Linked DNA regions of Drosophila melanogaster: region 1 is linked to region 2. The links are chromatin contacts, called in public Hi-C maps. All regions are on one chromosome and are shown on one strand. The core of a region is the stretch at or near the end of the contact, and the rest is flanking DNA. Distances in the headings are between cores, read along the strand shown. Region 1 holds the start of CG14810. Region 2 holds the start of prage (prage,).

Region 1 (4,006 bases), core at 301-2,800, 47 kb before region 2:
GCATTACTATCCCCATCTGCCCCAGCCAACTGCGGTGGGCCACTACCAGACCTATGCCGAAATCAAGAGCCTCTGGTTGAAGGGTCATTTCTCCCAAGCTTGTAACCCCACCTCGCGGTCGATGCAACCGCCTCGTCGTATTTCTATCACCAACGAGTTCCCGGATGATCAACCGAAGCCAGCTCCCAAACGCCGCTACTCGCTTGTCCGCCGCAACTCGATTAACCTCCCAATTGGGTCCAATTTTGCTATGCCCGTGCTGATGGAGGAGGAGAAGGAGGAGGATGAAGTGAAGGATCTAAATGAGAACAGCGGCTCCACCAAGCCAGCTACATCGACCTCGAAAGGCGCAATCCCGAAGCAGCCCAAGAAGTTCGCCTTAACCTTCTAGAAATGCTGTGACTAATAAATCTACCTAACTGGGCGCAACGACTATTATAACTTGGTCGGGATCGGGCTTAGGGATTCATTGACGCAGTGGGGCAACTTATGTCGCAATTGTCATGTCATTTTTAATAAGGGTTTCACTGCTCGCTTGCTTCGATTGCAGAAATTTCAAATCAACGCAATTTTAGCGCTTCATAGTGTGGCACGAAAGTATGGTGTAGCTTTTACAGGGTTCTGTACCACGCTTCACGGTTTGCTCCATTCTTGATGGGCATTTAAAGCTTACGTTGTTTAAACTAGTTTTCTGTGCTTAGCTTAGTTAAGACTATACCATGAATAAAACAATTGAGGCATTAAAGCCCGCAGAGGTTGCCTTCACTGGTTGAACACGCGCTGAGGATTTCACCAAAGCTTTCAGAATTGATATTACCCCCACATTGGTCTATAGCTATTCAATTAGTTAAGACTTTTGTATGAATGAAGGCAAGGTTTGCCTTGTTGTTACATTTTGAATTTCTATTTTTAAGAAAGCCAATTCAAAACAAGAAAGCCCGTTACTTAGCTAGTGTGAATGCGATTGCGAAATTTAATCATTTTTCTGGGATAGATATTGGGTAATAAAATCAGGAAAAATTTGAAAATTGTTCCAAAGTGTGGGCGTGACCGATTTGGCAGCTTTAGGGCGTTATAGTGGGCGTAGCAAAAAGTTTTTTGGCAAATCAATAGAAATTTTTAAGAAAATGAAAATTTTCGATAATTGGTTCAAAATTAGAGTGGACGTGGCAAGTAAAGTCAACAAACTTGTGCTGCGTCCTTGTCTCTAGAATTTGTATGCTGAATCTCAACCTTTTAGCTTGAGATCTCAACTGTTCGCGATTCGCTGGCAAAGGCGTTCGTTCAATTGGTTAGAGAAGAGTCCCTGATGAATTACAATACAAAGTGACAAAGCCTTGAAAACACGAAACAATATAAACGATATGAAATGATCTTAAAATCTTGAACTTCTGACTAGGAAACAATAAGAAGCACATCTCTAATAATCTATCAAGTAGGGTTGCCACCCTATCGATAACAGTGGAGCCATTAGTAAAGGGCAAATTTAAATTCTAAGAACTCTGCTCCAGAAACTTCAACGTGATAGTCAACTTGTTTTTCTGAGCCAAAAGGATAGGTCATTACGATTGAGGACGACGACCAGTGAGTTCTATACTATATAGCTCTATATTCGACTAATTGTTTTTGTTCGTTACTTAAATAATCAAGACTGCGCTAAGTCATAATTAAGCCAAAGATGGAAAAGAATCTACCGGCATCCATTTCGGTATGTTCAAGAGTGTAATATTGGTATTTCGCGTTTTGCCTATAATTGTATTCCCTTGAAGAAGAACAAGAGATTCGAATCGACGATGATGAGTTCTCCCGTGCCAAGTTTTGCCAAGTCCAATGGGATGAAAAAGAAGACTACGACCTTTTCACGATTCATCCGCACCGATCGTGCCGCAGGGGGCTTGACCAATGGGGTGAAAAAGAAGACTGTATCCGTTTCGCGATTCAGCCGCGTCCATCGTGTCGCAGAGGACCTGACCCGTGAATTGGCCGGCATGTCGTTGAAAAAACAGGCTGTGCAACCGCGTCGTCGTTATTCTTTCACCAATGAGTTCCCGGATGATCCACCAAAGCCAGCTCCCAACCGTCGCTGCTCGCTTGTCCGCCGCAACTCAATTAACCTCCCAATTGAGTCCAATTTTGATATGTCCGTGCTGATGGATGATGATGATGAGGAGGAGGAGGATGATGAGATGATGATGGCGAAGGAGGAGGATGATGAGATGATGATGGCGAAGGAGGAGGAGGATGAAGTACAGGATCTAAATATGACCAGTGGCTCCATCAACCCAGCTACATCGACCTCGAAAGGCGCCATCCCGAAGCCGCCCAAAAATTTCGGCTTTACCTTCTAGAAATGCAAGGACTAATAAATCAAGCTAGCTGAGCGCTACGACTATTATAACTATTCATTGACTCATTGGGGCGACTTATGCAATTGGGTATATGGTTATCTACAACTCGGATCGGCTCGTATGACTCATGATCACGTAGAGGTGCTTCTGTTCAGGTTGAACCAATATCGGAAAATGCGGTCTTATAGCACGAACCTCGAACATGACGCAATTATCCACATGGATGGCTGTTTGCAATTAATTTATCTATTGGCTTTATATTCTGTGAAATTGTCATGTAATTTTTAATAAGGGTTTCACTGCTCGCTTGTTTCGATTACAAAAATTTCCAATCAACGCAATTTTAGGGCCTCATAGTCTGGCACAAAAGTATGGTGTAGCTTTTAGCAAGGTTCCGCACCAGGGTTGAGTATTTGCTTCTTTCTTAATGGGCATTTAAAGCTCACGTTGTTTAAACTAGTTTGTTGTGCTTAGCTTAGTTAGGTCTATACCATGAATAGAATAAAAAAAAACAAGAAAAACAAAAGACGCGTATACTAGATTCGTTGATAAGTATGTAACAGGCAGAAGGAAGTATTTCCGACTATATAAAGTATATATATTCTTGATCAGGATCAATAGCCGAGTCGATCTAGCCATGTCTGTCTGTCCCTATAAACGTAGAGATCTTAAAAACTATAAAAGCTAGAAGGTTAAGATTCAGCATACAAATTCTAGAGGCTAGTTTGTTGACCTATGTTGCCACGCCCTCTCTAATGCCTACAAACTGCACAAAACTGCCACGCCCACTCTAACGCCCTAAAGCCGCCAAACCGGTCACGCCCACACCTTCGAAAACTTTTTAATTTGTTTCTCATTTTATTCCCCAGAATCTATTGATTGAAATTGATTGAATGAAATTTCGCGTTTTAACTACAATTTTTAAAACTAGAGGTGTAACTATTATATTATTATAACTATTATGTTATATAATATATTATATAATATATATATATAATATTATATTATATTATTATAACTATTATATGGTAATTTTACCGATCACACGTTGTCATTATCTTATTATCTTATTACCGCCCACTGTTGAAACAGCATTCGGTTTTGGTCAGGACACGGATTAGCCAGGTTCTCAATATAGTCTGCAAACAAATGGCTTATTAAAATCGGAGGACTAGTCCTAATGCCTAGCCAAAGATAGTAACTAATAGTAATAGTACGAGTAGTACAAAATAAAGTCGAATATTATGCAGACATATCCAGCGAGTTGATCGCTCCTATCGTTTTTACGCCTTGAGAGCATTCTTTTTGTGCTCCATAATTGAGTTTAAGAAAGCCTCGCCCATTGGATCCACGTTCCCATGTCCTGGACAGTTGCTTGGACCGGGATTGCATTGTCTGCGGTGATTGACGGGCGTTTGATGGCAGCCGGACTTGTTTGGCGAGTGACATTTGTTTAACGGAATTAACGGGTGTGTGCGAAGAGCTTATCTGCATGCTGAATTGGAATGAAAGGGCTCTGAATCACAGCCACCACCACCGTCGGATGGACGGATGGTGGCCATGTGCGTGTGGACCTACACATCCATCGAAATGGATTTAAAGAAACGGAAATTTGAGGCAATGTACGATGTCCGACAGGCGAAGGCGCTTTGTGGCTG
Region 2 (3,919 bases), core at 357-2,856:
TATATCTATCTATTTATCTATATATCTATCTATTTATCTATATATCTATCTATCTATCAGTCAAATCAGATCATTGATTGGTCTTGGTCGGGACGGCAAGATATAAAGACATCGCATACAATCTCGACTCTTGAAACTAGAAAACTGCTCATAAGCATGATTATAGGCATGCGTATATATGTATGTACATTCCACATGCATGCAACATTAAACATACGTACTTGTATGCCCAAGTTACACGATTCTATCGATTTTCGTACACCCACACTCTCGTGAATTGGCCAATCGGGCCCATAGCCGTCGTAGCCATCGACTGGCTGGCCAAAAGTGCACTACACACAGTATACAACTTATGCAGGCACCTTACTATCTGCTCTTTTATGCACTAAGCTCTGCGCCACATTAGGTAATTACACATGGTCAGATGTATCTCGTGTTCTTCCTCTACGAGCCGCGCATTCTGAATGAATCTGAGTCTGAACCTGGATCTCAATCTGTAGCTGTATATGTATCTGAGCGACTTTTGAGACTCGCTGCAAGAATGGATGCAAACTTATTGGCCTATAGCTTGTTGGCTTGTTTGTTTCGCTCAAGAAAGTGAAATGCAAAGTGAACAGGGGAAGTTCGCGAGGGGCAGATGAACGCAATTCACTGCAATGCAGCAGTGAAGCCTTTCCCTTCTTCTTTCCTTCCTCTCTTCGCCACTCGCTCCTCTCTCTCCTCCTCCTCTTTCGTTCTCTTCCGCTTTGATGTTGGTCGGAATCGGAATGTTACGTCGCATGTGCTTTTGCATGTGTGTCCCTGTGTTTGTGTTTTGTTTTTTTGTTTTTGCCATGTAGCTACGTAACACCCCTTATCCACTACCCACTATTCACTATCCACTTTGCTCCACCTATTATGCCGTTTTGCGGCACTTATCGGGGGGAATTGCTCCTATTTCGGGACACAATACCTATAAAATCTATTGACTTCCGTCGCTTGCCTTTTATTTGCATGAATGCGATACGCGATATACAACGACACATACACACACACACACACACACGGCTGCAGATGTGTGCACATGTATATTGGGTTCTGTTCTTTTCTGGCTACTGCATACCTTTTTGCTCTAATTATTGATTTTTACTTCGCTGTATCGGCAGAGTGTCATTTGTTAACGGTTCTGCTCTCTTCGTTGGGCAGCCGATTCTAGCCTCCTCGCTTCGCTGTTTCGTCGATTAGGATAGGATTTGTGTGGCTGCAACTGCAGTGGCGTGCAATTGCATATTTCACTTGGCGGCACTCGGGAGAAAAAAAAAAGCACCCACGTACACGCACGGACACACGCACACACTTGCAAGCCCTTGTGACACACACACTGACATGGCCGGACAAACAAATCAATGCTTGTTTGTTTTATCTTCGGTGCGGTGCTGCTCTTTTCTCTGGCCGCGCGTTTACTTCGATTTGGTTCCTCGATGCGGATTAAACATAAATCGCGTTACACTTGTTCAAATCTGCACATTTGCTGCATTACATTGCATTAGAAAAAATAACAATGACCCTTCGTCGCTTTTTTGTTGCTCGGAATCTAGCGATGTGAGCAGTTATCACAATATCTAATATCGATACTTACATCGTAATGTTACTGCTCGAATCAGTCCGCTTATATCGATATTTTGGATATCTGCCAACAGTAGCTGTTAACAAAATTTCCCACCGTAGAAATGAGTAGTATTAGTTGTAGTAATTGTATGATTTGTTAGGCACATTGGTCTAAAAAAAATGGTTTGCATTTAATTCACCTTCTTTCATACATTAACATTCTTTACCTTCAATTACAAAAACTATATTATCCAGAGCATGGTAACAGAATTGTTGGAAAACGTTATACTAACGAGTGCCTGTTTTAAGAGTTACTTTTCGAACAATTCACTTATAATACTAAAAATTAACTTGGTGTACTTAAACTTACACACTACTTTGCGGAAATTGTACCCCAATTTGTGAATATATTGTGAATATACTGCAACAGTTTGTTTAGGTACCTAACGATTTTACTTATCCATTTATCTTGTGTGTTTAAAATTAATTTTACTTTTAACTGATATAGATTTTTTGGTTTCCATACATAATTAATCAACTTTTAATGAAGAACTTTTTTCTTGCGTATATATTTTTCAGAAATGGATCCCGTTTAATTTTGCATGAAATCTAACAGGCTTCAAATACTAAAATTCAAATAGCTACATAAAAATTCTTTTGATATAAAAATATGTTTCGTTAGTTTTTATCGGCTCACATTCTTTCTTTAGTTTTTAAAATTTATTTAGCACTAAATACGAAATTGTTAATGAAAGTGTATATTAATTATATATATGCTAACATCGATATCGCCATTGCGATGTTATTGTGTTTTTTCTGTTACTTGGTTTAGTTGCACCCATTAGTATTTTTTTATGTCCTGGTGCTGGTCACACCGGATTGTCAATGGGCTTTAGCGAGGACGCCTTCCCAACTTAGTGAGTGCGCGCTCCCTTGCAAAGCTCCGCGATGATACATATGTAGCGCCATCTGGTGACTGTTTGACGCACTTCGATGCAGTTCCATTCATTACTTTTCAGTAGTTTATTACCACCTAGTATTAATCATAGCTAAGGTATAATCATTACTTTTCAGTAGTTTGTTTATTACCACCTAGTAATCATAGCTAAAGCATAATCACCGCTGTAGTTGTATAAAAACTAGCGGCGATTTTACATTGGCATGTCCTGGAGAATCATAGCTATGACGAAATATTACATTCTTAAGCAGTAAATTCGCAATTGATTCATCGTTGTTTCCTCCTAAAAATAGAATTGAAATTTTCATCAGCTTTTGTTTGATATTCTGGGTGCGGGGTATATTCAAATTTGTATCTTCGCATAGAAACATCTTTTGACGCAAGCACTCCTACGAATGGATGGTTTTAGATATTTAGATTAGATTGATCGGAGCGGAGGAAGCTCAAATTCCGCCCAACAGAGACGTTCATTGGAGTTGAGTGGGCCAAGTTGGCCGGGTTACTTTGCTTGAGCCAAGTGCAGAATGTGTAGAAAATGAAGATGCAAACCGAATCAGGGAAATTGGCAGAGCAAAGTGTCATCGCTTCAAAGGAAACGCCAGGCATCGGACTCTAGCTGGAGTTGCGATGAAGCTGGGAAGGATTGCTTTGTTTCTCCGTTTGTGGCCGACGAAGTGTGTTGCTCTCGCGGCAGGAGAGCATAGCAAACAAGGCTGAGCTGATGTCGATGGCAATTGCATCCCAATACCCCACAATACCCCGACACCGAGAATAATACATTTGGACGGACATACATACTAGATGGAGCAGCAGAACAAAGCCTTGTGGTGCGGCTCACACATCCTGTCAAGCGAACAAGGTGCCGGCTTGACTCAGCCCTTCCAAGGAGCCTTCAATGCAAGAGCTATTCAAAAATAGTTTCCATTTTGGCATTCTGCGCAAAATGTTGTCCTGGTCGCAGCTCGCCAGGATTCGATAAGTTGGGAGTGGGGGGGGGGCGGAGTGGGGCCTCCACGCCTAACTCCTAACAACCAGGCTAACACGGTGTAGGCGGCGGGGCGGAGTGGGGCGATGCAGGGACAAGTTCGCAAAAATTGTGCGCATATTAAAATTCTTGGTGAAAGCTTTTGACATAAATTAAAACTTTTTTTTAATGTACGTACGAGGCCCCCAGCTTCGGAACTCGAGCTCCCCGATCCGCCACCCCATCCCACCATCCGCTACTCCATCCGTCGTATTTTTATATGAAAAGCCAAGCGCCAAGCGCTCCTCCGCAGGTGGATAGCAGACTAGGATGGCAGCCCAAGAGTGTGTGACCCATACGCGGATTTCTTTGTTTTCGCCAACTGCTTGTGCAAGAGGAGGCAGCTCCTC

The links. A called contact is a pair of places that touch in the nucleus more often than the background predicts.
Region 1: a Hi-C map of the Kc167 cell line shows a contact between it and region 2, with 2.8 times the contacts expected there. The contact joins the promoter of CG14810 here to the promoter of prage in region 2. A contact is called at or near these places in 24 of 107 Hi-C or Micro-C datasets (the Clone 8 cell line, the Kc167 cell line, the OSC cell line and 7 more) and 2 of 6 datasets of contacts at active chromatin or transcription factors (both in the Kc167 cell line).

Annotation. Positions count from the first base shown.
Region 1 is chrX:1,817,885-1,821,890 of dm6, reverse strand. It overlaps CG14810, which reads left to right and starts at 1,550. Exons shown (of 3, transcript NM_130585.2): 1 at 1,550-1,584; 2 at 1,651-1,708; 3 at 1,770-2,396. The coding sequence starts at 1,679. The coding sequence ends at 2,348. All of the region lies in intron 2 of prage (prage,), which reads right to left. It overlaps CG14811, which reads left to right. Exons shown (of 2, transcript NM_130586.2): 2 at 1-422. The coding sequence ends at 391.
Region 2 is chrX:1,771,406-1,775,324 of dm6, reverse strand. prage (prage,) reads right to left here and starts at 1,606. Exons shown (of 4, transcript NM_001258549.1): 1 at 1,103-1,606. It overlaps Adar (Adenosine deaminase acting on RNA), which reads right to left and starts at 1,600. Exons shown (of 11, transcript NM_166903.3): 1 at 1,130-1,600. The coding sequence starts at 1,153.